4 separate regions of the Mus musculus genome follow, and regions 2, 3 and 4 are each linked to region 1. Evidence: chromatin contacts called from public HiChIP or PLAC-seq and promoter capture Hi-C data. All regions are on one chromosome and are shown on one strand. Each heading gives the region's core, a stretch centred on a gene start, on an enhancer-like site or on the middle of the called end of the contact. The rest is flanking DNA. Distances are from core to core; before and after follow the strand shown. Region 1 holds the start of 1700012C14Rik (RIKEN cDNA 1700012C14 gene). Region 2 overlaps Copg2 (coatomer protein complex, subunit gamma 2). Region 3 overlaps Copg2 (coatomer protein complex, subunit gamma 2). Region 4 overlaps Copg2 (coatomer protein complex, subunit gamma 2).

Region 1 (7,582 bases), core at 2,569-5,068:
CCACTAGGGTGGCAGCTACCAGCCACATGAGCTATTGAATACTCCAACACTGGTTACTGTGACAGACAAACTGAATCTGGAACTTGATTTAAATGTATTTAAATATAAATAGCCGCACCTGGTTCTAGCCACAGAGTGGCAGTTTTAGGAAGATTCTGGGTTGGGACAGGACTTCGTTCCTACCTCTCATAAACACTCCTCCTCTCTGGAGCTTGGTTTCTCTTGGGTGTGGCTTACTCATCAGTCAGAGGAAGTGGACTAGAGAGGAGGATACAGGGGAACTTGGGAAGCTAGCCTCTGGTAAGCAGGATGCTTGCCAAGGGTGTTGTACAACTCTACAACACCCCTTCATCTGACACTCCGACTGTCAGCCCACGGGGTTTGGTGTCAGCTCTGTAGATTAGATGAGTGCCATACTTGTAGCATGCTCACGTGTGTGATACAGGCTTGGACGGAGTGGGAGGGGCTGTAAATGGAGGGAGGAAGAACAAAGCCAGCGGCAGAGCTAACGTGTAAGCCACTGGTTTCTAAACCATGCAGGGCTGCCGAAGTGCCTCAGTAGACAAAAGTCTTGCTGTGCATGTGGCCACCTAGACCCACGCAAAGGTAGAAGACGAGATGCACCTGAGGGTTATCTTCTGCACACGTGCAACAATCATTCAAAAAATAATACATACTTATTAAAAAGGAAAAATGTGGGGCCGGAATCCCCAAAACTCAGTACTGGTTTTTTTTGGGGGTGCTTGTTTGTTTGTTTGTTTTTGCTGTTGTTATTTTAAATATTTTAAAATAAAGGGGGTTTTTTTTGGTTATTTTTGAGACAGGGTTTCTCTGTGTAGCCCTGGCTGTCCTGGAACTCACTTTGTAGACCAGGCTGGCCTCGAACTCAGAAATCTGCCTGCCTCTGCCTTCCGAGTGCTGGGATTAGAGGCCTGCACCACCACGCCTGGCCCATAAAGTGGTATCTTAACAAATCTCAGTTCTGTATCAACTGGGTTAAGGATTTGGGGACCCCTGTCTCGTAGCTGCTCACTTTCTTCCTTGTGCCTAATTGTCCAGCAGAGAACTGTTGAGCCAAGGCCGGGATGAACAGTGCTTGTCCTGGCCCTGTCACCTTGATGTGAGAATGACAGTCTGATCAAACAGACTCGTCCCTTCCCTCCCTCGAGAGCACTGAAATACGAGTAAAATGGTGCCAGTGTTATTCTTCCTCAAGTGGACTAATAGTGTCTCCGAGACCTCTGTGCGGCTTTAGTGGCCGTGGAGAGTGCTCAGATTGGTGCTAATGGTCCCAGTCATGGCTGCTCTCTAGAGCTGGGAGGTCTCAGATTAAGACAACCATTAGGTAACATTTTAATTAGAGATAAAAAGAATAGTGTCTAAAACAAACAAACAAACAAACAAACAAACAAACAAACAAACAAAGGCATCAGTGTCTAGACTACTTAGTCCAGTAGTGTTGAGACTGACGTGGAGGCTGGGGATATAGCTAGGTGGCAGCAAACCTGCCTAGCCTGTGACATTCGAGGGAGGCCTGGGCTGAACTGCTGGCATCTCCCTCTCCTTACAAAACAGAAACCAAACAACTTGTCTTTCTAGATAGTGTGAAAATAGCTTTTCTCACTAAGTCTGTAGTTGGAATGATTCAAAGGATACAACTGTGAAGTTCCCCACTCGTTCACACGCAGCCTGACTGGTATCTGGGAACCTTTAAGAGCCAGCTCTAGAGAGGAACAAATGAAGGGGGAGAAGGTTTGGGGAAAAAAGCAATCTGTTGTTCTAAGTGTCTTATTGTGTTGCGGGAAATGTGTTCCTTGCTATCTTGTCCCTTTATAACATCAAGCAAGAGTATTATTGTACCTCTTTTTCTTCTCCATAGTTGGGTGAAAAGAGGTGGGCGGGGGTGGACCTTATTCCCAGGAGACCCTGCAGATTAGCCATATTCTGATTCACCAAGGTTGGGACAGCCCAGCCTGACACACAGAAATGAGGTCTCTCGGCTCGGCTCAGGCAGCAGCCAGGCAGGCGGGAAGGGCCTGTCCAGTTTGGCTCCTCAGCCCAGCTCTAGGGTTGGTGAAGAGAGGACACAGACAGCGGCACACGCTGGCCACTTACTATTCTTGGCACTCAACACCAAGCCAGGATCCTCACAGCGGTTGCATCTGTGAAATACATCAAGTGTCAGTGTGTGTCACCTCAGAAGGGACGGGCAGATCAGTTCATCTTTTATGAACCATCTCACTAAAGCTACCAAGAGTCTGGGCCTCAGAAGGTTCTAAGACTGCAAGGCCCACTTTCTCTCCCTGCAGGGTAGCAGAGCCATATCTGCCACGTGCTGCAGTCAGGCGTCACTCTGTCCACTTTCTGCTTAGCTAATTTGTGCTGGAGCCGGCGTGGTGGTGCACCCTCGTTTTTTCATCCCAGCATTTCGGCGGAGGCAGGTGGACCTGTGAGTTTGAGGCTAGCCTGGTCTATATACACTGAGTTTCAGGCCAACCAGGGCTTCTTAAAACAAAATCAGAAACCAAACAAAAACATTGTGTTGGGATGCGGGAGGATAAGCCAAGGGCCACCAAAGTGTTCTTGCCAAGGGAGTTACCAGCTCTCCCAATGCCAGAGGAAGGGTCTCCTTGGTAAGAACTCTCACTGCACCGATAAAGGACCAGACCCTTCCCCAGGTGGGCGGGGCTCCGCGGAGCCGCAGTGCAGCACGATGAAGCCTGTGCCTGGGACGGGAAGCTGCTCTGGAAGCGAGCGCCAAGTCCCCCAGGTGCCACCGCCAGTCACTTGTCCCGGCAAAGCTCCCAGTGTCCACATAGATGCGGAGCCAGGTCAGGATTTTTCGAATGTAAAATGGCCTCGTGCTTCGCGGAGAAGCTGCCCAGGGTGGGTTCTCTGCCGCCCCCTGGCGAGCAGCGCTGGTCCTGGTCGTGGGCACCGCGACTAGCAGCGGCCGGTGCCCACGCTAACTGTGCATCTAGTGGGTACGCAACCGGCTGGGATGCCACCGGGGCACAACCTTGTATTCAGGCTGATAGCACCCGGAGGCAGGGCTTCTACCCAGCAAACCGGTTAGAGGAATCAGGTACTGAGAATAGAGTACTTTAGCTCAAGGCTCAGAGGAGCACAAAGAGCTAGAAAGCTTTTCAGGGACAGCACCCACCACCTCCTGGTGGCTTCTGGAAGGGGAGGAAGCCTACGAAAGAAACCAGAAAAACTGCAGGAGACTTGGAAAGTTAGGGCGAGGAGAGGCGGTGCTCAGAAGGCACTGATATATAATCGCGCTCCAAGGCAGTTAGTTGGGAAATTTTAAGTTCGAGGCTACGACAATGATCTTTTTGGTAAATAGGGTGAGGCCACTTTGGCCAGGGCACTCAAGAGTACATATACAGAGCAAGGCCTGGCCTTCAGCTCCCATCTCTTTATCCTGGGGTGGGGAGCCAACCTGAGCACAGCAGTCACCCTGGGGCAGCACCTCCAGAGGATGCACTGGAGGCCAAACTCTGGCCTTGAGGGAGACAGGTCCACTTGGAATTAGGACGGGGTACCACGGGTGTAGGACCTTCTCCACTAAAGCTTCGCAGGATGAGGATCCTCCCTCCCTCCCTGCCTTCCACAGCCCAGTGTGGCAAGAGGGGCCTAGGGCTGCGGGGGAGAGAACCACTCCAAACCGGAATGATCTGGTTTAAGGCAAGCTGATTCTCCCTCCGCTCTCCCCCGCCCTCCCTTCTCCTCCTGCGACAGGCTGCTTTTTGTCGCAGTCCCCTGACCAAGGTAAACAGGAGGGAGGAAAGAAAGCTCTGTTTCCATGGCAACCTAGAGGGCGGTCGATTTGGCTCTCTCGGAAGTGCTTGTATGAAGGGGAAAAGAGGCCTCACTGGAAAAGCAACAGGGAGGAAAGATCCTAGCCGCGTTCCTGATGGGGGTTATTCTGGAAGGTGATGTGGGCCTGGAGTAGGAGAGGTGAGGGGCCTGGCACCCTCAAGTGAGGTGGCAGATGGAGCCCGGGACCTGGATACTCCAGGGGCTGGATTCACACCAGAAATGCCACCATCAACCTGGGAAGTATCAAACAGGTGCCAGAGCTCTCCGGGCACATGCTTAAACCCTCACGCCTTGCTAGCCCAGTCCAGAAAAGCTTCCATGGCCGCTCGCTCTGCTAAGCCACGGGGATAAGCCCGGCTCAGTCACCAGGATGAGACTCAGGGCCAAAGACAGGTTCTGTCTGAAAGACTCCCCACCCAGTTCTTGGAGAGTGAGCTAAGAGAGCGCTCCTCCCCTGAGAGTAAGGCTCCAGCATCCTTTCTCCTCCAGACTGGCCCAGCTCCTGTGTGGCACCATGAGAAGAACAGAGTAACCCCAGCATGGGTTGATGGGTGTGGGTCACCATCTCCTGAAGGAGGAGGACTGTCCTGTCACTCTTCAGAGGTCAGCTGAAGTCCTCACTAACCAGATAATTACCACACACTGAGACTTTTCTGAGGAGCACCCTGAGAGGGCCAGTAGCCTCTCAGGGTTCCTATCAGCGTCCTCATAAACTCCTTCTGTCCCGGCTTGGGGAAGATAAGGCAGCTTGCCTTGTCTTTAGCTATCATCTGAATAGCCCGGCCAGGAGAAAAAAGACAGAAGCTATGGGTTGGTCTTCTTCTGACCCCAGGGACGCAGCAGTAGAGACAGGGACTATGTGGAATCTGTATGAGGTATCTTGGTTTCCTCAGGCCACACGGTGACTCCTGGCAGTGAGGCTTCCAAGATTTGGAAATCCCAGCTCCGGAGCCTTTCCCTGGAGCCAGTGGAAGCACCTGATCTGTCGGGGGGGGGGGGGCTGGGGGGGGGGGAGATACCTTTCAGACCAGAACAAGGCAACAGATGGACGCGTTTTCCTTGTAAGATGCCCAGAAAGGCCACATCTCAGCTCTTTCCATGGCGTGGGGATTCCAAAGCTACCTGACCTTGGTGTCTTGCCACGATGCTCCCTTTAGTCCAGCCATGGTGCCGCTCCTTGGATGATGAAGTGTGTTGTTGGGGGCCTTGGCACCAGTGGCTCGCTCTTCCTCCTGCGTTTCTGTGGGTCTGTCCTCCATCTCCGGTTCTCTATTCAAATATCATCTCAGTGAGGAAGAGTCAAAGCTAGGGTCCCACTAGGAAGACTCCAAGGCCTTTGCCCTGACCCTTCTACCGGCTCTGTCCCCTTCCCATCTCCCCCATGGTCATAGAGTTTACTGCCTGTTTGTTCCACCATCAGGAGGACAGGAGCTGACTCTATCTTGTTCATTCCATAGTCCTTAGAGCCTGGAACAAAGTAGGTGTTCAATAAACACTTTCAGCTAGCTGGATAGCTAGGGGCCTGGGTTCAGAAGGCGGGGGCCCTCCACCTGTCCTGCAATCTGTAGAGGCCTGTGGTGCCTGCTACCTCCTACAAGCTGCAGAGCAATGTGACACACTTCCAGTGAGGCCCGCAGAGGGATCCAGTGTGTAGCCACTATGTAGGAAAGAAGCGAACAGTAGAAGGGGATGCTGCACTCAGATAGATAGGCTGGGTCACTGCAGCCAGGCTGTAGGAGGCATGGTTGATAACATCTAAAGTAGGATTGGAGTGATTCAAGTCAGCCTGAGGCCCAGGACCCTGCCCGTCGGGCATAGCAGAGGAAGACAACAGCCCAAGCATCTTCTCTCTGCCTCTGCCTTCTGCCTTCTGGGCACTGGGAGGAGCTGCTGGGGGTGGGGAGAAGAGGCACGACTAGAAGGCCTCTTCTAAGACCTCTAAGAACTGCACATCTCTTCTTTCCGACAGGGAGCCTCGGCAGCTGTGACTGGCGTTCTGCATGCCTCTCTGCTTCCTGAGGCTACTCACTTCCTTGCTTGCATGTGGCCACAGTGGCAAGTTCCAACAGTTTCTTCAGTCAACGACCCCTCCCTCCCGACTTTGCAGTTTGAGTCACCTTCAATTTCCTGCCTGCCTGCCCCTTCCCTGATTGACCTGATAAATCCAGGACAGCTTTTATTGCTTTTGGCAAAACATTGCCATTAAGATTTACGGAGCCAAAAGCTGGTACAATGTAATCTTCAGAGTAATTTACACAGTGAGTTTCAAAAGATGAAAAGTTAGCGTTTCCGAGGTAATTTCATAAAAAGGATTATCAGATTAATCACTGTGTCGATTTAATCGTGGTTTCTAAAATAATTAATTAGCCTGCTTGAAGTCAGCCATGCAAAGAGGACCCCAGAAGGAATACAAATGGCCGTGTCAGATGTAAGTATGTTTGGGGCACTAGATCTGGAGAGAATTCCTGCTGAAATTACCTCGGGAGAGAGTCTGGTATGTGTGCCCTGGCTTAGAGATAAGATAAGGAAATGAAGTGTGGTCTGGTGGCACGTCCCTGTCCTCCTAGCACTTAGGAGGAGGATCATAAGTTTAAAGGCAGCTTTACAGTGAGCTCAAGGCTAACCTGGGCTACACAGTGAGACCCTGTTTCAAATAAATAAGTAAATAACTGAAAGCAGGCAGAGTTCCGAGTCTTGGGGACGGCCTTCGGATATGACTGCCGCATGCCATGTGTGGAATTGCCTGGTGACACCTGGAAAATGTGTCCAAGCAAGCCACGTCTGAGTGTTGACAGGCTGCCGTGATGGTAGATCCAGGTGTGAATTGCAGCCGGCTCATGAAATTACCTGTGAGTGTGCTGAGATGGAATGGAGTCAGCTGGGCTAGTCCTAAACATGGTTCATATGGTGCCCGGACCAGCACAGCTCCGACTCACTCGTACACTTCGGAGCAAGGCTATGCATGTTCTTTTTTTTGGGGGGGGGAGGAGGGGAGGTTGAGAAAGGGTCCCCTGGGTCTCTTTGCCCTGGCTGTCCTGGAACTCACTTTGTAGACCAGGCTGGCCTGGAACTCAGAAATTTGTCTGCCTCTGCCTCCCGAGTGCAGGGATTAAAGGCATTGCGCCACCACGCCCGGCTCTATGCATGTTCTTAGTTAAGTCACCAAATAGCGTTCTCTTCATCTTCCTTGCCACGCCCCCGAAAACTGTCCGAGACCTAACCTACAGCACCTCTCTGAACATGGCCAGCCCAGGTGCCCTAGCTGACCTCCAGAGCAGTCTGTCAGGGATAGTGCTCTCCTCTGAAACCTCTTCTTCACACCTCACAGATTGGCTTCCCCAGCCTGTGTAGCCTGTGGTGTTCCTTGGGGGAAAGGACAACCAGAGAAAGGGCACTTGACGGTGTATCCAACCTGGGAGGGGTCTGAGGAGGCAGCCAGGAGAGGGTAGCCAAGGGGCTCAGAGCCACAGAGAATCAGGCCCTCAGTAGGGAGGTTGAATTCAGACAGTGGCTTCTTCCCGCACAGCCCCCTGGGGAAGAAGAGAATAAGCCATTCTTTCCCTCACAGCACTTCTGAGAGCAGCGCTGAGCCACCCTGCTCAGTGCTCCCTGATGTCAGTCCTTTGCTACTCTTCCCTAAGGATGGAGCAAAGGACGGCAAGGGCTAGGCTGTCCCGTCGGGTGGGGAGCTGCTTGTGTCCCCAACAGAGTTGCCCTCTCAGGTCTAGGCACCTGTGTTCCCTTCCCATGATCCCTA
Region 2 (7,582 bases), core at 2,322-4,821, 400 kb after region 1:
AGTACTATCTTAACTTTTAATATTATCTATATCCATATAGGTCTGAAATAAATATTAGTGAGCCAAGCATGATAGCATATACCTATAATCCCAGAAGTCACCCTCAAGAGACTGAGGTAGGAGGGTCATTGTGAGTCCCAGGTTAGGCTGTGATACATAGTGAGACCCCATCTCAACTTCTCCCCACCCAAACTAACCCCCTCTGTGTCTGTGTGTTGTGTTTGTTGTTTTTTTGTAATGTTGCAGACTGAACCTAAGATCTGGCCCAGAATGTATTCTTTTATCTATGACCTCTCAGTCAGAATTATCCATGTGGCTGCACTCAAGAGTAATTGTTCATTATTTACATGAACATACCATAATTTATTTTTAGATCTTAGCACTGATGCATATTTGGATTGCTCCATCTTAAGATTAAGCCTTCCTGTACATGTCTTTTCACAGTGAATATGCATTTCTGTTTGGCATTTATAAGTTGAGGGTTTTTGCTACAGACTCATGGAATACAGAGGTCAATTTAAAAAGAAGTGACATTGTTATAATATTGAAATATTTCAGTATAAAAACATAATATATACTGATTTTTTTCAAGTAACACTAAATAATATTTTGTAATTTTCTGAGTAGAGATGCATATAATTTTTGACAAATTCATTCCTATGCTTTTTAAAAATTCTATCTCATTTATGGGTTGTCTGAAAAAAAAAGCAAACTGATTTTGGATACTAATCCTTTATCTAGAAACACTGGTAATTTCTTGGTTTAACTACAATAGATACAGCCTTTTATGGTAGGGTCTCACTATACACTGGTCAGAATACAGGGTGAGAGTCCTAAGGCACAGCAAGAGTCAGGTTAGCGCTTGTGGAATCTGTATCCTCAGGGATGGCACTCTCTCCTTGACAAGGCATCAGTGTTGAACCACAGGGGCTTCACATGGATGATTTTATCTAGTCCTAACCATTTCGCAAAGGCTCCATCTCTATACATCACAGTTAATGAAGCTGCTAAGCTTTTATTATTTCTCCTTCTCCTCCTTTTACTTTTTCTGTTTTGTTTTGTTTTTTTTTTTTTTTTTTTTTTTTTTGAGACAGGATTTCTCTGTAGACCCCTGGCTGTCCTGGAACTCACTCTGCAGACCAGGCTAGCCTGGAACTCGCAGAGCTCCATCTGCCTCTGCTTCCCAAGTTCTGGGATTAACGGCGTGCACCACCATTGCTCGGCCCAAGTTTTATTTCTATTATTTTATTTATATACACATATGTGTATGCACATGCATATGAATTATTTGGGGACAGTATCTTACTCTGTAGGCCAGAATAACCTGAAACTCACTATGAAGCCCAGACTAGCCTCAAACTAGTGGCAATCCTCTTGCTTCAGCCTCTTCAGTACTAGGATTTATACACATAAACTACTACATCCTACTTCAATCTTTTTGTATGTCCTATGGGAATTAATTTCAACATACATAAGACACACTTAAAAGTCTACCTATATTAGGCATGGTTCTCTGGAGGAAAGGAACCTATAGAGAATATATGTATTATAGAATGGATGCTAGGAACCAGACAGTCCAACAATGGTCATGTGTACACTGCAGAAGCAGAGAAGGTAGTAGCTGCTCAGTTCATGAAATTGGATGCCTCAACGTCTCAGTTCAGCTCTGAAGGCCTTAGCTCTCTAGAAAGTCACCTGTACTGAGCCCATGCTGGAAAGCCAACGAGGGCTAAGTGTGACATCAACAGAGAAGAGTAAAAACAGCAGAGATAGACACACTCGGGAAGGAGCAGCAAAGGCAGGCTAATGCACAGTTCTCAAGAATTTCTCTTCTCTCCATGTAGATGTGAATAAAAAGCTGTCAGCCTTACCTTGCGCTTGTCTTAACATTTCCTCTGCCAAAAACTTTATTTCTGAATTCAGCCTCACTCGAGTTCTCAGGACAAGACAGAGAGGAGTCAAAAAAATTTTTTTTCTTTTTTGCAGAGTGTAATATGACTGGCCTCTGGTCTAATTCCCAACAGTCTTTATTCATTGACACCGTGTTTACCAGGATTTCACTGTTTCACATTTCTATCAGCTTCTGGTCTTTTATATATCTGACAACATATCTCTGTTTATAGCATTCCAGGGCTTCTCCATCCCACAGGCCCAAATTCTTCCAGATTTCTCCCACAAGTAGTTCTAGCTGGCACAGTGGCGCACACCTGAACATCTGCTCAGGAAGCAGAAGCAGGGGAGCTCTGATTTCAAGGTCAGCCTGGTCTACAGAGTTTTAAGACAACCAGGACTATAAAGGAAGACCCTGCCTCAAACAAGCAACAGTTCCAAAGAACCTAGAATACATGGCCAGATGGTCCTAGCAACAGCGGCACATTTTGGAATCAGTTTTCTCTATTAGTTGTTTTTCTTATTGCCTACTTCTTATGACAAAAAAATCAAAAAACAAAAACAAAGACGGCTTCACTCTGGCTCACAGTTTGAGCACAAGAGTGAAAATGGCCTCAGCTGTGGCAGCAGGAGTATCAGGCAGCTGTGACCTTCTCTCCCAAGTCAGAAAGCAGAGAAGGATCAATGGTCACATTCTCCTTCTTACCTTTCTTTCCAACTGGGAACCTGAGCCCACATTCAGGCTAGATCTTCTTTAGAAACAACCGCACAGACATATCCAGAGGTGTGTCTCCTAGGTAACTCTATATCCAGTTAAGCTGACAATGATAATGACCCACTCATCACAGCAACTGCTATTCTTCCTTCTATCTCCTTGACTCTAGTATGCTGTGCATTCTGTGGTTCCTTTCTTTCTGGCTTTAGCGACATGACACACAAGGCTAGTGTACATGTGCTTCACACTTCTCATTCACCGGAGCTCACTAGCCTCCTGGTATCAGCAGCTGACCTTTGATCTCTTCAAATACTTTGTCCCATTTCCTTTTCTCTCTTTCTGAGTCACACTACAGATACATTAGACTATGATGTGTTTCCCTAGGCTTCAAGTTTTCTATTCATTTTTCCCTTTATTTTTCTTCCTATATTTCAGTTTAGGTAATTTTCACTGAGCTATCATCAAGTTCTCTAATCTCTTTTCCTAGTAATTAATAGTAATGAACTTACTAAAATAATTTTTCATTTCTAGCTATAGACCCTAGGAGTTGAAATACCATATGCTGGGCAGGATGTGCCTACTTGTACAATAGTGGCTTGGCTACTGTGGGTTAGAACAGCCCTCCAACTGATTTAAGGCCCACTTCAGAAGAGGGAGTTCACATCTGATACATAAGCCAAGACAGAAACCTGTGACTACTGAGGTCACAGGTCCCGATGAGGAATTTTTTTTTTTTTTATGATGGATGTGATATGCCCATCACACTGCCTTCTAAATGTGTATTTATGCCCACAGATCACTGCTGTTGTCAGCCTCAACATAACCGCTGACGAAGCTCCTGAGAACAAGTAACTGTGGCACAGCGGCCTATTTCTCAGTCACAGTAGAACTATATAGTCACCCTGTGATGGTCTGAATAGGAGTGGCCCCACACACTCATATGTTTGAATGCTTGGCCTATAGGGGGTGGCAAGATTAGGAAGTGTGGCCTTGTTAGAGGAAGTGTGGGCTTTGAGGTCTCAGTTGTTCAAACTAGGCCTAGTGTCACTTTCACTTCTGCTGCCTGTGGATCAAGATGTAGCACTCTCGGTTTCTTTTCCAGTACCATGTCTGTGTGCATGCCGCCATGTTTCTCACCGTGACGATATTGGACTAAACCTCTGAGCTGTAAACCAGCCCTAAATTAAATATCTTCCTTTATAAAAGTTGCCCTGGTCACGGTGTCTCTTCACAGCAATAGAAAGCCTAACAAAGACACTGTCTCCAAGGTTCAGAGATGATTGTAGAAGAGGGGATGGGAAGTATGTAAGAGACAAAGGAAGAGATGGAATGTTGTGCAACAATCTCCTCCAATATAGAAGCAATCCATCCTGCAGGGAAGCTCCTTAAGAAGAAAGGAAAATAACTCGAAATAGCTCTAGGAAGTTCCTAAAACTGACCAGATTCTCTAGGCCCCTTCTGTCCCAAATTAAGTAACAGGAACAGAGATGCCAAGACTCAAACAATCTGAGCTATAGAGAAGACTCTCAGAGGAAAAAGCTACTAAAAAGACTCTGAGACCAACCAGCTGCCTGAAAGCAGCAGAAGCCAGCAGAGCTGTCTAGAAGAGATTTAGACCAGAGTCACATGAAAAGGACACTTTCCAACCTGCTGAGCTTCCTACAGCCTGTGCTGTATGCTACGTTTCCAGCTTTTGTGAGTTGTCGCCCATGCTGAGGTGGGCCTAAGGATGCTGCCTTGAGTCATTTCTTCTCCTGTAAATAACCTCCCACCCACAGTCCTATAAAACTCACTTGTTCACCAAGTTGGAACTTTGGTGGTATCTGTACTTTGGTTGCCATGGATTCCTTATTTAGGGTAAGTATTTATGTGTGCTGTGTCTATCATAGAACACAAGGGTAATAAATATGGGAAGAGTGTGAAGTATGTATTTACGCTGACGTATCTGTAGCCAGATGCTTGTGTAACCAGATGTTTGAACAATCACTGCCACATAAAACTATCAACTTGGTGTTTAGGTGGTTACAAAAGGTTTGTATGTAAAATTAAAATACTTTTGTTCTTTAGTAATTTATCCACTTTACTGTTCTTGCATATGACTTAAATTATTACAATAATTCTGACAGATAAATTACTTCACAGTTAAGGAAACTAAGTTCTAGAGATGTTAAGTTGTTAAAGTAAAGATGTTTTGCTGTTTAACAAAAGCTATTTACCCGCAGGACAAAATTCTAACCATGGATATCATATCTAATAGCATAACCATTTCAGTTAAAAGAATGGGAAACCATCAGATTACTAGACCTGGTTCCAAAAGTTTTAAGAGCTGAAAAGTCACTTTCAACTACCGAAAAGCACTTCCATGAAAAAGTGCATCTACCATAATTAGAAAAGGTACCCTATGGTGAAACTGTTATTAAAGTCACTGCTAATTAACTCCAACACATGGATCATCAGTAAATCTGCTTTTACTAATACTTTTTCCTTCAGTAAAGTCACATTCTTCTTGCCACTTTGACTTTTTTGATTTTCTGCTAAACACTGCTTATAAAAATATAGTACAGACTAACATAAAACAATACTTAAAACAAGAAAATAGCAAGTTCTTTCTGTTATGAGAAGCCAGTAGCTAACCTAGGGTTCAGTTCTGCTTTGGTTTTAATCAAATTCAGCTCTCTGACAGTCATAACTGAACTGCAGACAGACTACACTGGCTTTCTTGGCAGGACTTTGGCACTCAACTAGTTTAGAGATTTTGGTGTTAACTCTACAGCTTTCCAGATCCAATGAGAAATCTATTTTAAAATTAAACCATTACTGGCCAGGTAGTAGTGCATACCTACAATTCCAGCACTTGGGAGACTGAGGCAAGAGAGGCCAACCTGGAGAGATCCTGTCTATAAATTGAAAAGGGAAAGCCATAAGCCATTTAGGGTGAGGATGTTTCTTCTTTGCTCCAAGTGTATATACCTTGAAAGATCCCTATCCTCTTCCTGTCTCCTCCCAGCCTCTAGGACTGCCAAGGTATTGCTGCTAAGTTCACATGTAACTCACACTTACACAGTGATCTTAGGCAAATTATTCAATTTAGTATTTCTACATTCTCTTATATAAGATATACAAGATGATTTTTAATGTCCCTCCTGATTATCATATTCAATTATCTGTATAACTTAGGGCCTACAGCATTTTACCTCTGGTACCCATTCATAACTATGTTATCAATAATCATTACATATATGAGCATATATAAAGGTAAAACAATACTGTGTTACTTAGAATCCTTAATTTCTTTTTAGTTTTATTTGTTTGTTTGTTCATTTGTTTGAGATAGGGTTTCTACATAGTCCTGAATGTCCTGGAACTCACTCTGTAGACCAGGCAGGCCTCGAACTCAAGAGATCTGCCTGCGTCTGCCTCCTGAGTGCTGGGATTAAAGGCGTGCGCCATCATGCTCAGCTGTCAATTTCTTTGTAATCTGGAAAACATTAAACTTGTCTGTAAAGTCAGTGCTACCCTAAAAATATTCATAAACAAAAATAAATTCTAAGGAAATATTAACTTGTAAATCGAAACCAACTCAGCTTAGGATACTCACCCATCCTCGCTTTCTTTCAGTAAGCGACTAGCAATTCGAATCAGCATACAGTATGCAAACTGTGATTTGAGACCAGATTTGGTAAACTTATTTAACATCTTGGAGACAGCAAGCCGATCATTCTTCCTAAGGTGATAGAGCACTCCTAGTGCATGGTACTAAGAAGAAGAAAGAGTGCCACATGAGCTTAGGAAGACAGCAGGTCACCTACAGGAAAGACAACTGCATAGAACTAGACAAAAGACTTTTCAAAAAAAAAGATATCTAAGTCAAACAGACAAAATACAGTATCTTTTTATATGAAACGAACACCAGGATCACTAAGAAAAAAAAAAAAGAGTGTGTGTAATTTACTCCAGAAGTTGTAAATTCAGAGTAGCCAGTAAGAAAGGGGCTGTATACAACCTAAAGATAGATCTAGTGAGTTTAAAAATGGCTCACACCCTCAGATCTAACTTACATAGATACCCCAGGCTCCTGAGTGCTGGGACTACAAGTACATGCCTTCAAGTGTCACCACCTTAATACAGGATAAGTCTCCTAATGTAGGCTAGGAGAGTGTCATCATCAACCCCTTGTATGGAAGTACACTGGTCAGAATTAGACCAGCAGATGTCTCAAGAGGAAATGATTGTTTCTCACATTATTAAATACGCTAATGTAAGAAGATATAAACAATACTTTTTCAAACACATACAGAGATTTCACATAAATTACCAATTAGACTTTTGATTATATTCCTTTTGATAATAGCTTAATAAATATCATAAGCTCTTCCTAAAAGATTTGTTCAATATGTTATATAGCAAGATTGGCTGATTATTTTTTACATTATTTATTATCAAGACTAAGAAACTAAGTTTTCTTTTACACAAATTGTCTTTCAAATAAAAGTCCAAAATGCATTGTTAATCCCTTTGGAATAAGCATTTCTATCTACTACTAAAAAGGGATTTTTTTTTCTTGACCATTCCTACTGGAGGTCATTTATCTTCTACCAAATAGAAAGCCAATGGAAGTAATAATAGTTTGTAAGATACCTTACTTGATAATATGTACTAGTAAGTGGATTAATATGTCAAAAGTTTGCCTTTACTGCTGGATAATCACTACTTTGTCCTGACACATAAGATGATATCAAAGACAGTACCTGCACCATGATATTGTCACTTGATGCAGCTTCTTGGGCTTCATTTATCCATCGTTTAACCACATCATAGCTTATCTTCATCATGTGCTAAATTAAGAAAAATGGGGGAATACATAATGCATGATCACTAGACACTAGAAATGCAAGTTAAATTTCTTGCAAAAATTACTAAAGATATTTCCCAAACATTGAAATACTGCTGCTTTTTAAGTCTACATTGTCTATATTC
Region 3 (7,582 bases), core at 2,322-4,821, 370 kb after region 1:
CCCATAGAAACAATAGGATACTTGATAAAAGAACCCCAGAAGGCCAAGAGATAGACTGATGCATTTCAAGCTCTGAAACAAAACCCAGTGCTAACCCAGACAATAATACCAAGGGAAGTTATCCTTTAAAACTGAAGCAAAAACAAAGACTTCTCAGAAGTATAAATGAAAGCAAGCCATTACTAGCACTGCTGAATATTCTTAAAGAAATACTACATACAGCAGAGGAAGAAACATACACAAACATGAAAGCACAAGAAAGAACAAGTCTCATTAAAAGAATAAACAGTGGAGAATAGAAGGAGCCACACACAATTAGCTCTGTAAACCAGCAAGCGCATAAAGATGGGAAAAGTTAGCATATCTCTCTCAATAGTATTAAATTTAAAGAATTAACTTGGAACATAGGTCAGCTGAATTGATTAAAAAGCAAGATCCAACTGTTTGCTGTCTAGAAGAAACTTACTGGCAAAAACTGAAAGAGAAAAAATGGAAAATTATATTTCAAGTAAGTAGAATTTAAAAACAAGCTAGAATAGCTATACTCATACCTGACAAAGCAGACTTTAAGTCAAATTTAACCGTAGAAATAAAGACAGTCATGTCATATTAATAAAGAGATAACCATTAAGAATCTATCATGATTATAAATATGTAGCTATCAAAAGCCAATGTACCTAATTTCACAAAACACAACTAGACATGAAGGGATTAGACAAGTCCACACATAACAACAATGGACACTTACTTTAAAAATCTCACTCCAGCTGAGTGTGGTGTTGCATGCACTTGGGAGGCAGAAGCAGGTAGATCTCTGTTGAGTTGAGGCCAGCCTGGTCTACATAATGACTTCCAAGGACAGCCAGGGCTACATAGAGAGAACGGACAGCTATGTCATTCAGCCTGTCCCAACCCCATCCCCCAGAAGAAAGTTGGAGTTCAATTGCACTGTAAAAATAAATGGATTTAACTGACATTTCCATCTATAGAATACATACTCTTCTCAGCAGTCTATGAAAATTTCTTCAAAGTAGATCGCATTTTAGATAATAAAACAAGTTTTAACAAACACAGAAAGAAAGAGAATATGAATGAGAATATGAATATTTCTTAGGGGCTAGAGAAATGGCTCAGTGGTCAAGTTCATGTCAAATAGTTCATAAACATTTCCAATTCCAGTCCCAAAAGATACAGCAGCTTCTTCTGGATTCTATGTGCACTTGGACATACATGTGCACATATATACCCACATACGTATAAATAAAATACACCTTTGAAAAATAACTTTTTGTTTACCTGACCTTGATTTAACTTTGGTAAGTGTTATCTGTTTAGAAAATTGTCTATTTCATTAAAAACACAAGAAGTTAGACTCCAACAACCCACATAACCCAATTAAAAAATGGGGTACAGAACTGAACAGAGAATGAACAACAGAGGCCTCTCAAATAGCTGCGAAGCACTTAAAGAAATGTTCGAAGTCCTTAGTCATTAGGGAAATGCAAATTAAAACAACTCTGAGATTCCATCTCACATGGCAGAATGGCTAAGATCAAAAACTCAAGTGATAGTGAAAGGACAATATAAACCCCATTTGTCCCCACTTAAGTATCCTATTTGTCTCCATTTAAGGACCAGCTTTTTAATTTAATGATTTTTAAAAGAGGCCGTAAGGGACCAGCTTCAGGAATAGACCATAAGTCCCAGAAACTAGGTCATAAGACACCAGCTCTAGGAATAGACCATAAAATCCAGAACAAGATCATAAAACCCTCTCCCAAAAAACAGCCTGGGGATAACCACAAAATGGAGAAATATCTTATCTCAGAACAGGCCATCTGTGGGGACAGTCCTATTTCTTCACATGGTTGAAAATTCATGATGTAGGAATGTAGACAGGCCACTGACCACCTGTGATGCCCTAGCACCCACCAATGAAATTTTAGATTACCTAATCCTTCTAGAGAGTTTCCCCAATTTCCTATTAGAAGGCCTGCGGACCTTTGTCTGGGCTCATGCTGGTTGTTTCTGCAGAATAAACTCTCTTTGTTTTGCATACTATCTGAGTCTGGGGTCTTCCTTCAGGAATTTTCGGGCTCTTACAATAGTACATGCTAGGGAAGCTGTGGAGCAAGAGGAACACTCCTCCATTGCTGGTCAGAGTGCAGACTTGTACAACCACGTTGGAAATCAATGTGGCAGTTTCTCAGAAAACAGGAAATATTCTATCTTAAGACCCAGGTATATCACTCTTAGGCATATACTTACAAGATGCCCTACTATACCACGGGAACACTTGTTCAACTAGCAGCTTTGTTTGTAATAGCCAGAAACTGGAAACAATCTAGATGTCCCTCAACTAAAGAATGGATAAAGAAAATGTGGTCCATCTACACAATAGAATACTATTTAGCTATTAAAAATAATGAATTCTGCAGGAAAATGGATGGAATTTGAGAATATCATCCTGAGTGAGGTAACCCAGATCCAAAGGACATATATGGCATGTACTCATTTATAAAGTGGATATTAGCCATAAAATACAAGATAAACATGCTACTACACTCCACAGACCCAAAGAAGCTAAATAAGAAGGAAGGTCCAAGTAAGAATGCTTGAATCTCACTTAGAAAGGGGAACAAAAATAGTTGTAGGAGGTAGATAGAGGAAGAGAACTGGGTGGGAGGGGGGCTGGGGAGAGGAATGGTGTAGGGGGAATTCAGGATCAAGTATGGGGAGGAATAGGAGGTGAATGGAATGAATGGAAATCTGCAACTGGTGGTGGTGGGGTATCTCAAGGGCCTGCCAGAGACCGAGGATAGGGGAGGACCCCGAGAATCAATGGGGTGAGCTTAGCTGTGACTCACAGCATTGGGATATGGAACTTCAAGAGGCCACTTCATGTAGCCAGGCAGGAACCCCAGTGGAGTGATAGGGACACCAACCTACTGACAAAACTTTCTAACCAAAATTTATCCTGTCTACAAGAAATGCAGGGACAGAGGATGGAGCAGTGACTGAGCCCTGCCAGGCCTTGGTGGGGACAGTGACATGGTTCCTGCCCCTGGGACAGGGCCCCTGGTGTGAACCTCCAAGAGTGTCCTTGGCTGCTGTGGCTACAAGGAATGTTTGTATAATAATGTACATAATTCAGACTCCCCCCTGTGAATGTGAGTGACTCGGTGATAATTAGAAACAGCAGGAGTCCAGGAGTCGAGGGTGTGCCTATGTCTCAGCAAAATGGTAAACTCTAGGACTTTCAGGACAGCCCTTAAGGTTATAGGAAAGAGCTCTAAATACATGAGTTTGAAAATATATAATTTCTTACCTATGCAAAAATAAGGATACTATATGAATTACATGAGGGGCTTCATGAATATAAAGGAACAAAAGCAGCTATGCCACGAACCGAGTAGTTAGACAATTGCTAAGGAAGAAGAGAGAGAGATTTAGGGAGCAGTGATCACAGGAGATTCCACCCAGCTAAGATTTTTTGTTTATGCTAACAAAGGCAGATAGATTCCTGAGTTCAGGATCAGCCTAGGACAAAGCAAAGTTAGACTCAGTTGTGGTAGAAATGCTAAGTTCAGGGCAGGGTCCCATCCAACTAGCTTATAGTCTGTGCTTAACAAAGGTAGACATAGTTCTGAATTCTTTTTCAATGTTACCTGTCTGTGGGATGATATGTTCTTCTAGCTGGGGTACCTTGTCTGGCCTCAGTGGGAGAGGATGTGCCTAGACTCCCAGAGACTTGATGTGCCAGGGTAGGGGGATATTCAGGGGGGCCTCTACCCTCTCAGATGAGAATGGGGGAGGGGTGTGGAAGGGGGTGACTGGGAGAGGTGGCAGCAATCGTGATGTATCACAAGAAACTATAGGCGCCACTTAAAACACATGAGGATTGAATATGCAAATGATGTTTACTATATATATATATATATATATATATATATATATATATATATATGGTTTTTAAAAAGCAAAGAAATTCTAGAAACAAGTGAAAAAAACCACACTTCATTAGATTTTTTTGTATACAGCAAAGACAAAAGAGGTAAGCTTGTTGTGCTTAGTGTACGCATTAACAAGGCAAGAGAACACTTTGATCATCTCTTAGTGATGTACCTCTAAGTCTTAGAAAAAAACAAAACAAAACAAAACAGAACAAGCCAAACAAAATTAGTAGATAAAAATGAAATAAGGAGCCAGGCAGTGGTGGTGCACGCCTTTAATCCCAGCACTTGGGAGGCAGAGGCAGGTGGATTTCTGAGTTCAAGGCCAGCCTGGTCTACAAGAGTGAGTTCCAGGACAGCCAGGGCTACACAGAGAAACCCTGTCTCAAACAACAACAACAACAACAACAACACAAAAAAGAAAACAAACAAAAACAAAAAAATAAAAAAGCAACAGTTTCACTGATCCTCTTACGGTCTTCATTTTATTAAATTCTACCTTGCTCTATTATTTCTTCTTATTTTATTTTTATTTATATTTTTTTTTTTTATTTATTTATTTATTTATTTATTTATTTATTTATTTAGGTTTTTCAAGGCAGGGTTTCTCTGTGTAGCCCTGGCTGTCCTGGAACTTACTTTGTAGACGAGGCTGGCCTCAAACTCAGAAATCTGCCTGTCTCTGCCTCCCGAGTGCTGGGATTAAAGACGTGCGCCACCACCACCACCACCACCAGGCCAACTGTTGCTTTTTTGAACAGATGAACAAGACTGACAAATGCTTAGACAAAGTGACCAAAAGAAAGACTCAAATTAATAACATTAGAGGTAAAGGGGGTGAAGGAATATTACAACAAACATTCACTGAAATCCAGAGGCTCACTAAGAAGTATTCTGAAGAATTATCTTCCAGTAAACTAGAAAACCTATAGGAAATGGTTTGTTGACAAAAGTGCTAAAGTGCCTACTGGAGAAAAGATGGCCTCACCCACACAGGCTGCTAGGAAACTGGATATGCATGTGACAAAGAATGAAATACAATCTTTACCTTTCACCCTGCACAAAAGTCAACTTCAAATTCACTAAAGACCTTAATATAAGACCTGAAACTTTGAAACTATCAAAATAAAGTAGAAACATTTCAAGATATGGGGACAAGCACAAACTTTCTGAGTAAGACTCCAACACCTCAGGAAATAACAGGTAGGCCTGATGAACATCAAACATCAAATTAAGCTCCTGCACAACAAAGGCAACAGCAAACTGAAAAGATCTGCAGGATGGGAGACAAGCGTTGTTAGCTATTCATCAGATAGGGCATGAATAACTAAGATAAAGAGCTGAAAAATTTAAGAGTAAATGAACTGAGCAGATTGTTCTCAGAAGCAGAACAACATAATAGATCAAATGTTATATAGCATATTAATATACATTAATTATTACAAACAACAAAAACAACATTAAAACAAACAACAGGGCTGGAGGGTACCACCTCAACTGGATTTTTTTTTCCCCCTCCCTTTGGGTAAATCTGGTTTATTTTCAGTCTATTTTTTTTTCATTTTTTATTAGATATTTTCTTTATTTACATTTCAAATTGTATCCCCTTTCCTCATTTCCCCTCTGAAAACCCTCTTATCCCATCACACACACCCCCGCCCACTAACCCACCCACTCCCGCTTCCCTATCCTGGCATCCCCCTATACTGGGGCATCGAACCTTTACAAGGCCAAGAGCCTCTCCTCTCATTTATGTCCAACAAGGCCATCTTCTGCTAGATATGTGGCTGAGTCCCTCCTTGAGTACTTTTTGGTTGATGGTTTAGTCCCTGGGAGCTCTGGGGGGGTACTGGTTAGTTCACATTGTTGTTCCTCCTATAGGGCTGCAAACCCCTTCAGCTCCTTGGGTCCTTTCTCTAGCTTCTCCATTGGGGACCCTGTGCTCAGTTCAATGGATGGCTGTGAGCATTCACCTCTGAATCAGGCACTGGCAGAGCCTCTCCGGATAAAGCAGACCTTTAAAGATCTACATCATGCTTAATGGGTTTCCTGCAAAACTGTAGTCAAAGAAGCCTTCTTTCACCATTTCTACTCACTATCACACTAAAGGCTTGAGGTAGTGAAAAAAAAAAGCACAACACAAAACACAGGGGTTAGTCTAGAAACAAAGAAGTGAAGCCATATTTGTTCACAAGTGATATGATATTATACACAGAAAATCCAAAGTAGTATATGGATGCAGAGAACAAGAGAGAAGTAGAGAAATCAAGAGAGCACAGGGCAGGGGTAGAGGGAGGAAAGGAAGAGGGAGTAGCATGCACTAGCTAGCAGCATACAAGTTTATAAACTATAAGATTAACATAAAAACAACTATAGTTCAGTCCAGAAGTGAAAGTGATGAAACAATTCCATTCACAACAGCCTAAGACTGAGCGAAGGGGCCAGGGAGACATGGGGGAAGGGGTGGCTAAGGTACTCGCTGTCAAGTCTGAGTGTTATTTCCCAGGATCCATATGGTAGAACGTGAGCACAACTCATGTGAGTTGTCCCCTCTGACTTCTATATGCACACAAATTAAATACTTTAAAAATTAATTGAATAAAATTATCACAATTTTAAATTGAAAACTATAAAATCTTTTTGAGGACTTTAAATGAAGAAATAGACCCTGTCCATGCTATAAAACTACTTATTATCAAGATGGCAATACTCCCATATGAATTGATTTAAAATATACCTATTATTCTGGACAGTGCAAATCCTACCAAAATGCCAGCAGGTTTTACTGTAGTAATCCAAAGCTTGTTCTAAAATGCATATGGATAAGCAATGAACTCCAAAAACACATTTTCCAGATTCAAATCTTCCTATAAACCTGGAGCATCATGACAACTGAAAAAAACTGGGAGTTTCATCACATGGTCAGCTGACTTCCCAAAGAAGAGACAATTTAAAGGAGAAAAGAGTTTTTACTAACTGGCACTGGGAAAATTGGTATTTTCTTAAATGAATGTATTTATTCCATTATATGAGCATATACAGAACTTTACTCAGAATGGATGATAGTCTTAAAGGTTGCAAACTAGAACTATTAATATCATGCTACTAAAAGAGCATATTGAGGAACCACTGTGCTCTTGAACTAGGCAGCTATTGGACACAGCTCCAAAGCACAATCTCTTAGAAAGGGGATAAAACAAACTTCATCAATATGTTAAAATAAGGAAACAAAGACAAGCAACATGTAAAAGTTCTATATAAAAGTATTTGTTAACATTTTGAGGGTACAACAAGAGACATACTTGTCTGTAGGTTTCTTATGAAATTGTCAAACTCTGTTATCTGAGTTATCAGAAAAAAAAAAGAATGGAGAATGGGTAAGGAAGTCTTTCAAGCACAACAACTCTATTTGATGGTGGGCAAGAGATTGGAATGACTTAGCTTGATAACACTAACAAAATGGGAAGAGAGCAGTAAAGCAGACACAGCACTGAAAACAAAGTAATGACTAGTAATTAAGAAAGGGAAACTAGGAGCGAGGGTAGGGGGTGAAGGGGCTCCCATATAGCTACTAGAATGGCTATTAAAGACAGTAACTGCTCAACAGACACACCAGGCACACAGGTCCA
Region 4 (7,582 bases), core at 798-3,297, 340 kb after region 1:
CCATGATTGTGGAATTCTAGAAGGAACTTACATGGACTGCTGGGTATACTATAAAAGCAGTTGGTGGCAAAGATAGGAGCATGGTTTGAACAATGGGTCTGGAGGACACAGGTGAAGCAGAGCGTGTACCCAGTTCTACAGACTGAACCAGAGCATTGCAGGGAACAGAGGAAAGGGCTTTCAGTGTGGTGGGTATGCCTATGCTTTCCTGGAATAAAGAATACAGCCAGAGAAGGGATTAGCTGGACTAGGGAGAGGGAGAGGAGGTTAGGAGTCTGCATGTAGATGTAGAGGAGAGCGTGCAGGGAAGGCACAGAACCAAGAGTACAACGAGGATCAACAATGATGCCAATTAGGTTGGTGATGGAGGTGAATGCTTTTCACCCCAGCAATCAGGAGGCAGAAGCAGATGGCTCTCTTGAGTTTGAGGCCAACCTGATCTACAGAGTTCCAGGACAGCCAGGGCTAGTCAGATAAACCATGTCTCTCAAAAAACCCAAACCCAAATCCAAACCCAAAACAAAACAAAAAATGGGAAGGAGTCAATGGGCAAATCAAAGATAGCAAGAGTCTACAGAGGAGCAAGCTTGTGGGGTTGTGAGCATGCAGGAAAGCCTTGGAGCAATGTGTCAAAGGGCAAGCAAGAGGATGAAAGGTCAATGTGATGGCCATGGCCATGGCCAGGAAGGATTACATCTACTTTGGTAGGACCAGGACTTTAGGATGTTAAGGGGTGAAATAGGGCAGTAGCTGCTCTAAACAACACCAGTTGGCCCACGAAAAAAAGGTGTAGTTTCTGAAGAGGGTACCACAATTTCTTAATTGCAGAGGAGGAAAGTGAAAGGGGTAATAACAGTCACCCCGAAGACCCAGACTAAAGAAGACCTGAGTGATGCCAGGTATCTGAATATGATAGCTAGGGACAAAGGGTTAAAAAGAATACCTTTCACATACAGACTGGGTCAGGGCATGTTCTGTGTAAAAGATTATACTGGGAGAGGAATAAGTTGTGTCAAATAAAGGATAAAGACTAGGAAACACTGAGGTGCTTGAGTGAGGAGATCTAATGGTCACCACCAGAAAGCTGGGGACATGGAATAGGGGAACAAAGGCCAGGGAGGACAGGGGGCCATCCACAGCAGTGATTCTTACCCGGGGGTGGGGGGTGGGGGGTTCCACCCGAGGGGGGGGCGGGCACGGCCCCCGGGTAGCCTATCAGAACATCAGAGGGGAGCAGCAGTGACCTGCTCACAAACATTAACAACAACCCTAGCTCAGAAGATGGTTCTGATAGGCTACTTGGGGGCCATGCACCCCCGGGTGAGAATCACTGGTGGAAGGGGTAGGGGGATGGAGAAGGCTACAGAGAAGGAAGGGTGAGCAGATGGAGGAGGCATCAGAGTCATGACTGTCAGACTTGGGAGGAAAGGTCCTGCTGGTGCAGGGGGATGACAGTGAGCAGCAACTGGATGCAGTGCAGAAGGGAGGTGGGAGGAAGGGTGAGAGCTGTGAGAGGGTTTCCTGTCAGGGGCAGGGAGGGCACTGCCAACTGTGCTTCCTGCTGAGGACTGAGGTGGGGCAGTGAGGCTGATAGAGATGGAGGATGCATAGAGGTGAAAGGTGTTTATAGCTAGTTGTATGTAGGAATCAAAGGCAGGTAAAAATGGAGCCAGTGATGTAGGGAAGCTCATGGAAGGAGATGAGTGCTGAGGAGTAGAAAGAAAATTCAGGGACTAGAGTCCCCAGGGAGAGAGCTTCAGTTCAGCAGCATTAAGACAGTGTGGAAGTTAGAACTTCTGGAGACAGGGTAGGCTATGCAGGCAGAATGCCAAAACACAGGACAGGTGGAAGATCACGGTCAGAGTCAGAGGTTCCCTGAGAGCTTCATCAGATGTGAATGGAAGGATGTGAAAAGAAGCAGCACAGGTCACTGGGAGCCATGGACACAGTTAGTTCTAGAAGGACCATGAAGTCTGGGCCAGAGAGACTGCTGGGTAGAGGGTGCAGACTTGGTACAATCAGTCGGATGCAGAGAGACCCAAGTCAGGTGAAGCAGTGGGTGTGGAGGACAGGTCAAGCTGGGGTGCTGACGCACAGGTCTGTAGAATACACCGGAGCACCCCAGAGGGCATCGGAAGAAGCTTCAGGTGTTGAGAGGGTGACTCTGCTTCTCTGAGCAGTGGAAGGTAGAGCAGGAGAAAGGGTTAACTGGGACCCAGGAGAAGTGTGAGGAAGTTGTAATAGGTGGGAGGGAGAGCATGAGAGGAGCTGGGAGAGAGGAGGGTGCAGAGGGGCTCAGAGGAATGAACCACACCAAGAAGGTAGACTCAGGCCTTAGAAAAGAGAAAATGAGATATTTAATTCAGCTGTAAAACTATGGTTCTGGCAAAAAAGAAAAACAGTGCCTATAAAATAACTGTGAGTTCTATGTCATTGATAACCATGGACAAATGTCTCAGACTGTGTTTTAAAAAAACATGATTTTCCCACAATGGTAGACCTAATCACCTAGACTTTTATAGCTAGGTGAAGTTAGAGAGCACATGGACTCAGTGGAGTTTGTCCTAAATGCAGAGGTTGACAGTGATGGGAGCAGTGAGTGGAAATCAGGAAGTGATCAGACAGGGCTAGAAAGACTTGGGAGTTCTCATATTGATTGGAAGGTTCCAAGGAGTGTTGTTGAGGAGGAAGTAGGTAGCTGTAGAATGCCAACAAACATTTTGAATCAAACTGGACATACCACTAATGCAAAATGAAAAGGCCAAGAGAGGTTAAAACCAACAGAAGTTGTGGCTCACCCTTTATAATGGAGCCAGGGCAGGAAAGCAAAAGGCAGAATTCAGGGTTTCCAAAGTGGGAGGTGGTAACGTATCTCCAGGTTAAGCAAGGAATGTTAGGCAGATTTTCAAAGACTAAGCAGAGTTCTCTTCATAAGAGAAGCAAGTCAGTAAGTAACCCAGCCTTTATTTAGTGAAGAAACAACTTCACTAATTTAGAAAACAGAAGAATATTAAAGACAAAAAAAAAAGAGAGAGAGAGAGAAAGTAGTAGGACTATCACATAGTTTATTATAAAATCAGAAAATTTGAGTTGGGTTTAGTGGCAAAATGATCAGAAGTTCACAGCCAACCTGGGATACAGAGGAAGACCCTGTCTTAGAAAAAAAAAAAAAAAAAAAAAAAAAAAAGAATGAAAGAAAAGAAAAAGGTTAAAAAAAAAAAAAGGAAAAAATCAAAAGAAAGAAAAAAGAAAACAACAAAAAAAGAAAAAGACAAAAAAAAAAAGGAACTATGAGAATTGAAAGAAAAGTTGGACACAGGTTGAATTATAATTAATATGGCCTACAACAAAAATTCACATAGCTCCAATGGTAAAGGAGGCTATTTGGCTCCCTAAAAGTTTCATCAAGTATCAATGAACGGGTTGGGTAAGGGGAGTAAATGGTTACAAAGAGATGAGTTTGTAAGTGGCACAATCTTCAGAAACCAGTATCTTAGAGCCAAGGATGTTTATAGATTGAGCAAAGAAAGTTATAATCAATGAATAATAGTCTGAAGAATACTGGAGGGCACATATCTTTTGAACTATAGAAGAACTAATTTTAAATATGCTAGTAGAAAAAAATTAAGGAAGCCCAAAATTAAACAAAATATTGTGTGTTATTATGTTTGGTACCAGGCGATACTTAAACAAATAAAATAATTTGTCCAATTCACAGATTTAGTATGTGGTAGGGCCAGAATTAAAATTATTACCTTTATCTATTAAACCCATATTCCTTTCTAATATGCTTTATTATTTTCAAGTTGAAAGAAATCATAAATAAGAATTTCTATATTTTCCTTGAGACTGTAAGGAAAAATATTTTTTCTGAGATAAGATATGTTTTAGAAGTGACACGATTCTGAAGTGACTGGTAATTGTTAGAATATCTGCAATGGGGAAAAGTTCAATGTTAAAGAAAAGACAGACAGGAGGATGGGCTCCATTACCACCTCTGTCCTGGTATTTCATATCGTTCATTGCACAGTAGAGCTGAGATTGGCTACAGGCTAAAATTCATGAATTCTAATAAAAATAAAGAATAGAAAGAAGAAAGCATATGGTAGGTCAAACACAAAAGTGATGAAACAAGATTGGAGTTTATAGCCACATTATGCCACTGATCAGAAAACCCTCTAAATCTAACATAAAGAAACATCTCTAATTGCCAAATTTTCACAAACAAAAGCCAAATAGTCCATAGCCAGCAGAGCAAACATTCAAACCTCTGGGCTAATAACATGTAAGATCTGTTTTAAGAAGTTACCTCTCAGTGAAGAGAGCTGAGGTGATGATCTATTCTCCCTCTCTTGGTGGAAGTGTTTAATGTTACTATTGTTTCCCTATATGTAACTGCTGTAATTTCAATATCGTTGTTTTGTGTATTTTGGTATTGTAAAACTGTACTTATTCTTTTAATCCCATTCCCTGGGGTGTGGGTCCCCTGAGTTATCTAATATCAGAGTCCACCTGAGGAGCTAGTATTGAGTATATACTGAGGAGCTAGTAATCTCAACTGGGAAGGGCTGGAGTTTTCAATGGGTTCAGATTTGCTTCCTATTGTAATTAAGTGTAAATTAATGGCATCCCTTAAAAATTAATAACACACAAGTTTAGTGAGAAGTACAGTGATTGTGGAAGAATTCTGAAGCAATGAAAGATGGCTATTGGAAAAAACAGAGTCTCCCAGGATGATAGCAAAGACATAGAGCTGCATTAAGGCTGGACCCAGATATAAATTTGGAACAGTAGCAAACAAAACTAGCTTTACTTGAGAGAACAGAAAGTTTAAATACTGTCTAGCATATATATCAGAAGACCAGAGAATAAAGTGAAACCACAAGGAAATGGAAGTTGAGAGGATTTTACAAAGGAATAAACAAAGTTATTAAGTTTAAAGACAGATTACCAAAAGCTCAAAGGAGAAATGTCAGAGTCCAGATAGGAAAGTGCCTTCCTTCCCACCCAGGGTTACAGTTACAGATCCAAGTGGCTGTACAACACAAACAGTTCCACTGGATCAAAGGGAACATCCTGGGATTCAGACTCAGCAATGGTGCCAACATGAATCTACCTCGTGCCAGAGTCTGAGTAGCCTAGTCTAGCACCCAACCCAGCTAAGATTGGTCAGCAGTTCCCATGAGTGAACCCTGAAGAAGGGAGTTAGGAGAAGAGGCTATAAATCAGAACACGCCCTCAGTGTAACTGAATGATGACCAGGGAACTATTTACTAGTCCTTTTATGATCTCTTGTAATTCTGTAACTTCTCTGATGTTTGTTAATATTGTTAATTTCTGTATTTCATGTACTTACAAGTAGTAAAAACTTTAAATATTAATGGTCTATGTGTGCTTATTTCTGTGAAAGTTGGGTCAGTTCTGCAATGAGTATGGGAAAACTGAGTTGGGTGGAGGTTCAAGTGGGATAGATTTCAACATTTATAAAGGATACACCATGAAGACCATCCAAAATCCTCAAAGTATAAATACTATAACTGGCACTAGTAATTGTCTCTCATTTAGACCCTTATGCCACTTCCACCCCAAGACTGACCATAGGTCAAGTAAATGATAAGGCCTTCCTCAAATATGGAACACAAAATGGTTGACTAAGCTAACGAGGCTGAAACACTGCAGACTGTAGTCTTATGCTACAAGATGCTTAAAAGTGATGTATTTAAAATGCCAACCATCTGCTAAATAACCATCTTTCCCCAGGAATCTTGGAAAGAAACATCCCGATTCTTATAAGACATATCAGGTTTTCACTCATGCTTTACGTTGTTTCAATAGAAAACCTGAATGCTTTTTTAGGCTATTACTGTGCACATTCAGTTCCTCTTTTAACATTATCATCAGCATTTTTTCCTTACAGATTTAGTTTTGAAAGTAATACCTATATAATAGTAATCAACTTTATAAACACACCCACCCCCAACATTAAATTCTGGAAAGAATTACATTCTTGAAAATTAAAAACTTGTCAAGACATTCTAAGAGCTCAAGAGGCGATGCATTTTAGAGCACTAAGTACCTTCTCCCTTCTAAGAGTTAGTACCTGCTGTAGGATCTTCATCTGGCAATCGAACAAGTGTGTAGCATATTCCTGGCTGATTGTAAGGGAGGCTGGGAGCTGGGATACAGCACAGCACTTCATAGGAATCGGATGGTTCCATCTGCACTGTTACTTTCTCCAGCAGCTGGTCATTTAGAGTGTTGGTACAGTCAAACTGAAAAGTCAGCAATAGAAAACTTGTAAAGAATAAGAAATGCTTTCCAATAAGTGGTTTCTACTCACTCATAGTTCACAGTTCAGCTCTGGCATCTACTATACTCAACACTAAGTAGCACTGTAGGTCTCCTAAGGCTTTTCTTCTTTTTGTATTAGATTGAAGGCAAGCCTTATACCTGCCATGAGTGTTCTCCCAACTGTGTCTGTGAAACAGACAGGCTTATTATGAGTGCTTTGTGCTGAGCCATCAGTGTGTGTCTTCCTGAGTCTGTCTCTACTTCAAGGTGTTACAAAGCTAAGTTCTGTGACCAACACACTTAGTTGACCTTGTTTAAATACTGATTTTTAAAAAATTATGCTGTATATCTATTTTTGGAACATTTTAATTTTATATCCTTTTAGATTTTAGTTATCAAAAATAGCCCATCAGAGGAAGAAACTTAGTATACATCTAAAAAGAAAACTGGAAGTGTTGCTTAATCAATCCTTTATGAAAGGAACTAGAATCATAAACTATAGGGAAGTACTATTTGTCTCCAAGTATAGCAGCTTGTACTTAAAGGCTATAAAAGAACCAAGAGTTAGTTTGTTATCTCACCTGGAATACAATATGGTCAGTAAACATGTGCTTCACACAGCGAACGAAATACTCTGTCTCTGCTTCTGTAAGCTGCACAGGCTCAGAAGACTTAAACAAGGGTCCCAGGTTCATAAACTCAGGAATGGCAGCTAACTGTTCTGTTAAGTACAAAGAGAAAGAAAATACAAGTACAGTATGAAGAAGACAGGAAGAGACTTTATTAAAATGCTTTAGTTACCACAGAGTAGAAAGAGCGGTTAATTTTAAGGTTTTACTAACAATTGAAAAGTCAATTTGGAGATCTCCAAACTTCTGTGAAATAATCCTTTAAGTTGCCAAGTTTATATACTAGATTCCTTTATGTAGGAGGGAAGAAGAAACTAAATTGCTAATTCTTTCTCTCTTAACCAACAAAATATGCACAAGAATAACAGTCCCAGGTAGTAAACTAGTAACTGGAAAGTCCATGAACAGCAGGTAGCTCCAGCCACTAAAGCCTATGACACAGGAAAATGTACAGAATTGAGAATTAATCAAAATGAATAAAAGCAGTGGATGTTATTAATTTATAATGCCTAGGGATTAAAAACTATTGTATTCATAAAAATATACCTTGGAAAATGTCTTGCCTGGAAGGAGCCAACTTCTCTGGCTTAGGAGTCACAAGTGTAATTTCTAGAAAGACAGAAATAAGCAGTCAAGTGAATTTTTTTCTACTTCTAACTGAC

Evidence for each region. Promoter capture Hi-C pulls out the DNA fragments that hold promoters and counts their contacts. HiChIP or PLAC-seq counts read pairs in DNA pulled down with a chosen protein or histone mark.
Region 2: a contact with region 1 is called in an H3K4me3 HiChIP or PLAC-seq map of bone marrow-derived macrophages, with 3 times the contacts expected there. The contact joins the enhancer-like site here to the promoter of 1700012C14Rik in region 1. A contact is called at or near these places in 7 of 39 promoter capture datasets (the C10 cell line, cranial neural crest, frontonasal cranial neural crest and 4 more), 1 of 484 Hi-C or Micro-C datasets (nephron progenitors) and 4 of 115 datasets of contacts at active chromatin or transcription factors (bone marrow-derived macrophages, embryonic basal ganglia, embryonic hindbrain and 1 more).
Region 3: a promoter capture Hi-C map of cranial neural crest shows a contact between it and region 1. The contact joins the enhancer-like site here to the promoter of 1700012C14Rik in region 1. A contact is called at or near these places in 5 of 39 promoter capture datasets (the 3T3-L1 cell line, the C10 cell line, cranial neural crest and 2 more), 1 of 15 datasets of contacts at CTCF or cohesin (the NIH/3T3 cell line), 5 of 115 datasets of contacts at active chromatin or transcription factors (embryonic basal ganglia, embryonic hindbrain, embryonic limb bud and 2 more) and 1 of 9 other capture datasets (embryonic stem cells).
Region 4: a contact with region 1 is called in a promoter capture Hi-C map of neutrophils, with 3 times the contacts expected there. The contact joins the enhancer-like site here to the promoter of 1700012C14Rik in region 1. A contact is called at or near these places in 7 of 39 promoter capture datasets (the 3T3-L1 cell line, the C10 cell line, cranial neural crest and 4 more), 5 of 115 datasets of contacts at active chromatin or transcription factors (cardiomyocytes, embryonic basal ganglia, embryonic midbrain and 2 more) and 1 of 9 other capture datasets (embryonic stem cells).

Annotation. Positions count from the first base shown.
Region 1 is chr6:30,457,167-30,464,748 of GRCm38.p6, forward strand. 1700012C14Rik (RIKEN cDNA 1700012C14 gene) reads left to right here and starts at 3,819. Exons shown (of 2, transcript NR_131049.1): 1 at 3,819-3,963; 2 at 5,795-6,147.
Region 2 is chr6:30,852,535-30,860,116 of GRCm38.p6, forward strand. It overlaps Copg2 (coatomer protein complex, subunit gamma 2), which reads right to left. Exons shown (of 24, transcript NM_017478.3): 8 at 7,354-7,440; 9 at 6,204-6,361. Among named protein-coding and RNA genes, the nearest start is that of Gm38781, 30 kb to the right of the region's middle. Within about 2 kb of position 3,572, at least 25 of the 459 cell types and tissues checked have an H3K27ac peak or open chromatin away from gene starts, as enhancers often do. A contact at or near this core is called in bone marrow-derived macrophages, where this site is marked.
Region 3 is chr6:30,829,265-30,836,846 of GRCm38.p6, forward strand. All of the region lies in intron 9 of Copg2 (coatomer protein complex, subunit gamma 2), which reads right to left. Among named protein-coding and RNA genes, the nearest start is that of Gm38781, 53 kb to the right of the region's middle. Within about 2 kb of position 3,572, at least 6 of the 459 cell types and tissues checked have an H3K27ac peak or open chromatin away from gene starts, as enhancers often do.
Region 4 is chr6:30,803,459-30,811,040 of GRCm38.p6, forward strand. It overlaps Copg2 (coatomer protein complex, subunit gamma 2), which reads right to left. Exons shown (of 24, transcript NM_017478.3): 18 at 7,467-7,529; 19 at 6,873-7,012; 20 at 6,101-6,272. Among named protein-coding and RNA genes, the nearest start is that of Mir335, 66 kb to the left of the region's middle. Within about 2 kb of position 2,048, at least 4 of the 459 cell types and tissues checked have an H3K27ac peak or open chromatin away from gene starts, as enhancers often do. A contact at or near this core is called in neutrophils, where this site is marked.